Linked DNA regions of Mus musculus: region 1 is linked to region 2. The links are chromatin contacts, called in public promoter capture Hi-C maps. All regions are on one chromosome and are shown on one strand. The core of a region is the stretch at or near the end of the contact, and the rest is flanking DNA. Distances in the headings are between cores, read along the strand shown. Region 1 holds the start of Sytl4 (synaptotagmin-like 4). Region 2 holds the start of Pcdh19 (protocadherin 19).

What was found. Promoter capture Hi-C pulls out the DNA fragments that hold promoters and counts their contacts.
Region 1: a promoter capture Hi-C map of liver shows a contact between it and region 2, with 4 times the contacts expected there. The contact joins the promoter of Sytl4 here to the promoter of Pcdh19 in region 2. A contact is called at or near these places in 3 of 39 promoter capture datasets (embryonic stem cells, liver and stem cell-derived epiblast-like cells) and 1 of 9 other capture datasets (liver).

The regions. Positions count from the first base shown.
Region 1 is chrX:133,979,637-133,983,584 of GRCm38.p6, forward strand. Sytl4 (synaptotagmin-like 4) reads right to left here and starts at 2,176. Exons shown (of 17, transcript NM_013757.2): 1 at 2,026-2,176.
Region 2 is chrX:133,686,501-133,690,751 of GRCm38.p6, forward strand. It overlaps Pcdh19 (protocadherin 19), which reads right to left and starts at 2,493. Exons shown (of 5, transcript NM_001105246.1): 1 at 1-2,493. The coding sequence starts at 764. Gm26851 (predicted gene, 26851) reads left to right here and starts at 1,280. Exons shown (of 4, transcript NR_153117.1): 1 at 1,280-1,336.

The DNA of each region.
Region 1 (3,948 bases), core at 926-3,425, 290 kb after region 2:
CAGCTGCTACGCCATTGTTTCCCCTCTGGCCATCTGGAAAGGAAGAAGTTAAATCAGGTGCCCATCCAGAGAATTCAGGAACACACCTCTAAAACCCAGGAATTTGTTCTCCTAACTTCAAGACAATGACAACAGAGCTGAGAGCCTCAGAGGTTTCAGTCATCCAGGGTATGTACTTAACAACAGCAACATGCAACTGGTCTCATGTTTGAAGTTAACTCAGTTAAGACATGAATGTGGTAATTCAACTTCCCCACAGTGCATCTAAGATGGAACCATGGACCAGAAGTTAGCTCCATACAAGCTTGTCCCGTTGTCAGAGTGTAATTTAGAGCATCACACTTAACCTTTCAGCCTCCTCTGTGTTGTATCATGGCTGTAACTGTATCACCAATTGCATAGAATTAGTGTGAGGCTTATCTGAGATAGGATGAGAACTAATCACGTCGCCACCTGACTTCATTCGTTCATTATGCCATCACTTTAATAGTTCCAACCTTGAAGGGAAAGTGCTCAGAGAACACCAACCAGAATGCTTCATATACTCACAGACTAATAATCCCAGAACCAGCCTCCAAGTTCAAGTTCACCACTCTGACCTAGGGTGTAGCCTTTGAAATCACGACCATCTGCTACCCAAAGGGAGATTCACAAACCAGTTTTGTGGGGGCTTTTTCTACTAGGATTTCCAGCACGCACACACACACCAAGAAAAAAATTGCCAGAGCTCTCTGAGCTAATTATTGTTTTTAGTTCTTCATGGCAAATTTGCACCTTAGTTCATTAACTCCTTAATGTCAACATATTTATGAAGAGTGCAGCTAAGAAAGAGCAGAAGAGTAACCAGGTTTAAAAAAAAAAAAAACAGCAGAGAACAGATGTGATGTTGCGGACCTATAACAGCAGCACTTTGGGAGGTAGAGGCAGGAGGATTGCCAGCCAGTGTGAGGCCAGCCTTGTCTACCATCCTGAGCTACAGTGAGACCCTGTCTCAAAGTAACAAAAGCAGAAAGGGAAAGTGAGGTAGGGAAGTCAAGGGATATAGGAGATTAATTTCTCCCACAGATATACAGGGCTTAGGGTCAGTCCTTCTAGAAGCCATTTATATACTAGAATGCTAGATCCTCTGGTCCTGAAACTGTAGCATATTGGGGTCGGGGGAGGGAGAAAGAGTTGGTTAAAGCAAACACATCACTTTTCAAGCTATCAGAATTTTAAACCAAATTCTTTTACCATCAACTTCTCCTAAAGCCCATCCATCTCCTTCAGTGTCCTCTCAGTGCTCATCATCCTCTCCAGGCTGGAGGAGCACTGGTGTCCTTCTGCCAGGAGCAACCCCCCAGCCTGTTTGAAGGGGGCATGATAAAGGAGTTGAGCTCTAACCTACACAGCTGGGGCTCCAGCTCCATGCCCAAGGGGAACCAACCCACTGAGGTAGAACTCAAGAGTCAACTTGCCTGAAGTCTGTACCTGTGGTGAAGAGACAAGGTGAAGCTAGGAAAACAGAAGCCTGGAGTTCAGAAACAGCGAGGGGCCATAGAAGGAGCTGGACAGTCAAGTCCAGCGAGGTCACCAAAAAGGTGACTAGCCTCCAAGTCCGAGGACACAGTTCCACTAGAAGCCTGTTCAAGCCTGCGCCAGGGGCCAGCTCTCTAGAGGGGCCAAGGCTACTGGAGGGGACGGAGGGGGAGGGAGTTGGGGCGCGCAGAGCCAAGGATACCTGTGGAGAGGTAGCTCCCACAAACTCCGTTCAAGGGAACTGGGCAGAAGCAGCCCGAGAGAAGGATAAGTGGCAGGGAGGGACCGCCTGGAGCAGACGGGAGGCACCGCGTGGGGGTGCGGTCCCTAGACGCGGACACAGCAGAAGGGCCCGCGTGGCAGCTGGGGAGGGAGGACAGGGACCTCACACAAGGTACAACAGGACACACGCCCCCGAAGTGGGGGTGAGACACGGGGCTGGGGGAGTCCAAGAAGTCCCAGACAGAGAGAGGGTGAGGGTGCGCTCAGATACTAGCTGCCACCTACCTGTCACCTGCAACAGGTGCTACTAGGTGACCAAAGGTCCGGGTGCCGAATGGTTGGAAGGGTCTCTAGCTCCAAAAAGACTTAGACCAGCAACCCAGGCGGCCGGCCCTACTCAACCCTCCCAGGAGGCGGAAAAAGCTGCAACTTTCCCTGGAGCGGGGAGGAGCTGGACTCTTAAAGGGGCCGCACTGAGCGCAGGGCTATTTGAGCAGAGGGCCAACTAGTACAGTAGAGAGTTCTGGGAACCAAAGCCTTAAGGCACTGGAGGAATTTCCTCCTGAGTTAGCAGAGTTTGAGGACCTACTGGATGTCCCTCCTCTGCCATTTCCGTCTAGTCTATCTTTGCTCACTCTCTTAGATGATGGGGGTCGGGGGTGGGGGTAGGAATGGGAATAAAGTTCACTTGCCTTTTTGTTCAGCGAGCCAAAAGTTGTCCAATAGTAAAGTACTTCTTTTGAAATGTAAATGAAGAAAATATCTAATTAAAAAAAAAGAAAAGAAAAGAAAACAAGAGTCAGTCACTGGGCGGGGGGGAGGGGAGAGAGAAAGATAACTTCTTCATTGATGTAGGTATTGGTAAGGAGCCCGAGTGCCTGTAAATAATCGCCCTGTAAGCAACCCTGATGAAACGGATTGGGTCATCGAAATAAATAACTTGTAAAAACTTTTAAAAAGAATAGAAAGATGACTATATGGGGGTGTGGGGAAAGGAAGACAGGGCAGGGCGAGTGGTAGAGGAACAGGAGAGGGAATGGTCTGAATTTTATTTGGGGGAATATTAACACATATATCATTCAGATTGACTCTTTGTTTTTATGAGGCAAGTAAAAGTCATCTTTAGGGAAAGGGTATAGATTAATTTCATGCATTCACACTCAAAGACACAACTAGTTAAATCAGTCACCTCATTAAAAACTAGACAACAATTGAGAACAACCGTGGGTTGTAAAAGGCTAAAGGAAGCGCCAGGTCAGCTCTTCTGTCACTTCTAGCAGGCACGGATCCTGCTTAAGAACTGTCTTTTGAAAGCATGTGCTCATTGTCCTTCGATACACACAAAAATGTTTATATTTACCCACATCTCCACCTTCCTCTCTGTCTTTGCTTCACGTCAGCAGTGAAAAGTAGGCAGATCCGTCTTATCTACTGCTACCAATGAAACGTACTAAACTTTCTACCATCTTAAAAGAAAATCTGCGTCCTACCCATATGCAAGATCTCTCTATACCTCCTTTAAGGGTCAATTTATTGAAACTATTTTACAGGTGAGACATGTCTGCAATTTCTCACTCTCTTCTCTCTCATTCATTTCTCAACGCTTAAAAATCTAGTCTCCTTCCCCGCAACCAAAACTAAGCTAAATGAGCTACCAAACCAATGATCTCTGCATCAATAAATTCCTTGATAAATAAACAAATAAAGCATTACTGGTTCTTATCTTGCCTGACCTCTTCCCTACATTTAACCCCATTGGCCATTTTTTTACCCCTGAAATGAATTCTGTGGTATCTGTCACACTGCCTTGCTTTTCCTCCTAGTATTTTGCCTTCTCTTCCATTTCCTTGATAGGGTTCATGTTCTGCTGTCATGTCAGACAATCTCAGAGTGAAGATAAATGAGCTCTCTCTAAATGGTATCTTTCATCTATATGACCACATCTGTAATTCTATAATTCTTCCCAGATGGAAGCTATATTGAGCTCTGTTTCCTTAGCATCTCCAATCAGATATCCTGCAAGCACCTCAAACTCAACACAGCCAAAGTTGAAATCCATGAAGCTTTTCTCTTAAATGTGTTCCTTCCCCACACACACAAGGATTCTAAGTAAAAGACAGCCTGCCAATTGAGGCAGACAGCTGGCACCTAAACTAGTATATGATACATAGTAAGCCCTGAGTAACAATTGCATGACAGGCTAATTAA
Region 2 (4,251 bases), core at 1,243-3,742:
GTATTGGGAGGTGAATTTTCAGGCACGCTCACTGAGTAGGTGGACTCGCCAAACACTGGGTTGTTGTCATTCGAATCGGTCACCTTGATGCTGAGGCCAACTGTGCCCATGTGTGGTGGGTCGCCTCCGTCGAGAGCCGTAATGCGAAAGCTGTAATGTGACTGTGTCTCACGGTCCAGGCTCTTCTCCACCACCAGTTCAGCAAAGCGCGAACCGTCACCCCGCGTCTTTATTTCCAGGCCAAACAGCTCGTTGGGCGTGAGCTCGTAGGTCTGCACACCAAAGCTGCCGGAGTCCGGGTCATATGCACTGTCCAGTGGGATGCGGGTGCCGGGGCTGGCTGCCTCAGAGATCTCCAGCTCTATCTGTGCGGCCGGAAAACTGGGAGCATTGTCGTTCAGGTCTTTGATCTCCACCTTAATCACACAGATCTCCATTGAGCTGGACATGACCTCGAGCGAGATGATACACTTGGGGCTCTGGCGGCACAGCAGGTCTCGGTCAATCTTCTGCTTGGTGACCAAGAGGCCCGAGCTGGGGTTGATGTCCACCAGGTGCGGAGCCGAGTTGGACACCACGCGGAAAGCAGAAGCCTGTCGGGGGTCCAGCGCGAAGCCGGCCTCCCGCGCGTCCTTGGCCACGTTAGCGATCACCGTCCCGGCGCGCTGCTCCTCTTCGACCGAGTATTTAAGGTTAATCAGGGCAGCCGCCTGCGTCCACAGTACAGCCAGCAGCAATAGCACCGGCAGCAGGAGAGACTCCATGGCTGCGCGGGGCTCTGCCTTGCCTCGCCTCTCCACACCCCTCCGAGACCGACGCCGCCGGCGCTCCAGCTTCCCGCCGGCTCGGGCCGCCTGTTGCGCGCGCCCCGTGGCCCCGGAGGCCGCGGGAGGAGTCCCGCCCAGGGCGGCCCGGAGGCGCGCGGGAGGAACCCGCGCAGGCTCCAATGCTGAGATTGCAGTGGTCTCAGCAGAGACTGTCTGGGGGGCCGGGGGCTCCGGGGTGCCCAGGGAGCGCCGCGCAGCCCCGAGCCCCCTCCCTCCAGCCCGGCTACTCAGTTTTCCCCTTTCAAAGTTAGCCAGGCGGGACTGGCCGCAGCAGCGCAGGGCTGCGGTTCGAGCGGCGCTCGCACGCCCCAGAGGGCCACAAGCAGCAGAGTCGGTAGTGGACTCGGGGCGCGGACGTGGAAGGCTGTGGGGGCGCAGCCTCTCAGGCACTGCCGGACCCGCCGCAGCGCACCGGCACTGGGGCAGGCGAGCGCGCAGTCTGTGCACCTGGCATGCGCAAGGACCTCCCCCCAGCGCGCCCAGCTCACTGCGGAGGGAGCTCCCGCCTGGTACGCACCCTCCGGGATCCGGGGGGGGGGGGCCCTCTGGCCTCTTCAAGGCCTGTTAGAGGGAAAGGGGGGATCGCAGGCAGAAGTCTGAGTTCCTGGCAAGATCCGTGGGCTCCCAGGGATTTGGCAGAGCTGGAGGGCTGTCCCGGGGCGGGCAGAGGAAGGGGGAGGGGAGAGATGCGAGAGCACTCTCCCGGGCGCTGAGGTTGGTGTCCGAGGGCGTGGGGTGGGGGGTGCGTCTGCCCAGGATCCGAGGTGGGCGCAGGGTTCCTCCCACAGAGCAGTTGCGGGTCTGCGGGCGTTTATATCTCGGAAATCAAAGTTGCCAACGCAGCCCAGGCCTCCGCCTTAAGTTTCTAAAAACGGGAAGATGGCAATTTGTCCAAGAAAATCAAAGTCCTGCTCTTTCCAATTGCCCCGGGGAAGGGGGAGGGGACACGGGGAATGGGAAGGTGAAGAAAGGAAGCTACTACAGTACCGGCCAGAAGAGGCGGGGCTGCAGTCGCGGGTACCCGGGGCTTCTTTGCCTTCCTGGGTTTGGGCTGGGGTGTAGCTTCAAGGACCGCAGCAGCCGCCGCTGCCGCCGCCGCTGCCGCCGCTGCCGCTGCCGCCGCCGCCGCCGCCGCCGCCGCCAAAGAAAGCCCTCCTTAGTTCAGCCGCATGTTGTTGGGGTCCGCCTGGGCAGCTGCCAGGGTCGAGGGCTTCTGTCGGCTCCAAAGTTTACTTGCGGGAGCTTCTGGATCCCATCCTCCAGGAGAAGCGCTATCAGCCCTGCTTAGGGCTTCCTCCCTCCCCGGCGCTCGCGCGCAGGGGAGGTCTGTTCGTGGATGTTCGAAAGAGAGGAAGAGTGAATGTGTGGATGGGAAGTGCGAATGTGGAGTATGAGAGAGAGGGGGAGAGCAGGAAGGAATGGGTTTGGGGCGAGAGGTTCGGGTCTCAGATGAATCGGCTCAGCTGGAAAGCCAGGGAGGACACTGCGCCGCAGCCCGCGAGGGGCTAGGGAAGTGAATGCCAGTGCCCTCTGGGCAAGCCGGGCATGGTGAGCGGTAGCTGGTGCTGCCGTCTGCACCCGCTCGCCCGTCTCCCCTCTCAGCCAGCCGCTGCCGCTACTGCTGCTGTTGCTGCTCCTCCTCCCGATGCCGCAAACTACTGGCCACAGAGTCTGGAGAGAGCCGGAGAGAGCCCGAGCTGCCGAGCCCGGCTACGCCAGGCACTAGCCAATCAGCGCGCAGCCCAGCGGCTCCGGTCTTGGGGCGGGACCAAGGCGCGAGGCGGGGAGGGGGGGTGGGGAGGAGAGAGGCCGGGGGAGGCGGGGCCAAGCGGAAACTTACACACTGGCCCAACTGAGTAGAGTACCCTGAACTGCAGAGCCCCTGCAGGAGTGGGGGTAAGGGGAGGGTGGGTACCTGACTGGCCTGGGACAAGCAAAGTAGGAAAGGAGAAGTGGGCCAGATTTGAGGTGTGCTGCCACTGAAGCTCAGTCAGCCTCGGAACAGAGCCCTTTTTGCATCTCTTGTCTGCAGAGATTACAGAAAAAGATGAGGGTTTGATTTTTCTTTTCTTGCTGTTTATCTCTCTCAGGTATCTTCATATTTTAAATGCAATATTCTCTCTCTCTTTATCTCTCCTTTGTCTCACTCTTCAGCATTTCTGTATCTGTTTTCTCTTATTCTCTGGTAGTGGAAGGAAGAGGAGTAAGCGCCCCTGCTATGGTCATTCATCAAGCTCTTGGCCAGTGCATCTTCACTTTTGCCAAGACCAAGGCCGCCACCCACCCAAACCATTATCCTTATCCTTCCTCATTGGGAAGATGATACACTCCTGGGAACACCCCAGCTCGAGCGCGCCCGCGCGCGCGTGCACACACACAGAGAAAGAGAGAGAGGAAGAGAGAGAGAGAGAGAGAGAGAGAGAGAGAGAGAGAGAGAGAGAGAGAGAGAGAGAGAAGCAGCAGCTGCTGCTGCAGGGCTGCTGGTCCACTCTGGCTCACTCAGGTCTCTAGTTAATCAAAAGGGATCGGTGGCTTAAGGACTTAGCCTCTAAGGGTTCTGGCTACATTTTCTCACCCCTCACCCAACCCTATCGGACAATTTAGCTTCCTATAAATAAACTATGTTTGAGAAAAGCCAGCGGAGCAGAGCGGACGCCACCGCGCCGCGCCGCGCCGCGTCTAGAGAGCCCAGACCCGGACAGAAGCTTCGGAGTGGGCGCGCCGAGGTCCCTAGCCGCCGTGAGCCCACTATGGTGTGGTGGGCGCTCAGTGTTCCCCGGGGCCGGTTCTGTCTGGAGGGTAGGGGGGCTTCCACTTCTCCTTGGGTGGCGGTGGCAGCTGTAGCCTTTGCCAATGCTGGAAAGCCAGAGGCCGGCGTGGCCAGGGTTGACATCAAGCTTACTCTGCCTTTTGGACCAAAGGCACCCTAGAAACAGAGGTGGACTCTTCCCCGCCCAGATCTAAGGCTCTTAGGCTCTTAATTAAGATCTCAAGCGGAAAGAATCAAATGCGCCCTCGATGAACATTTTTTCCAGTTTTTTTTCTTTTAAATTACAGATTGAGGATGGGAAATAGCTTCTGAATTCACAGTTCTTGGATAGAGCAAACCTCCTTTCTGAGTTATTAGTGTCTGTTATTTGGGAGTCTTGGTTGAAGAAACTCATAATTAGCCCAGCGGCTTTGACCTGAACCCGTAGTCTCAAAATGAGACTCGTTTTTGCCCTTCAAAAAAATTAAATACGAAAATGAAAAACGCATTTGAACACATAATGGGGTTTTTTCCCCCAAAACTGCCATCTTCTTACAAAGAGCGACCCAGATGCTTAAAATAATATATCATCCAAAGGAGCTAGGTTAGCAGCCTTTACCTTGGTGGTGGGAGTGCCAAGAGAGCCTACACACACACACACACACACACACACAC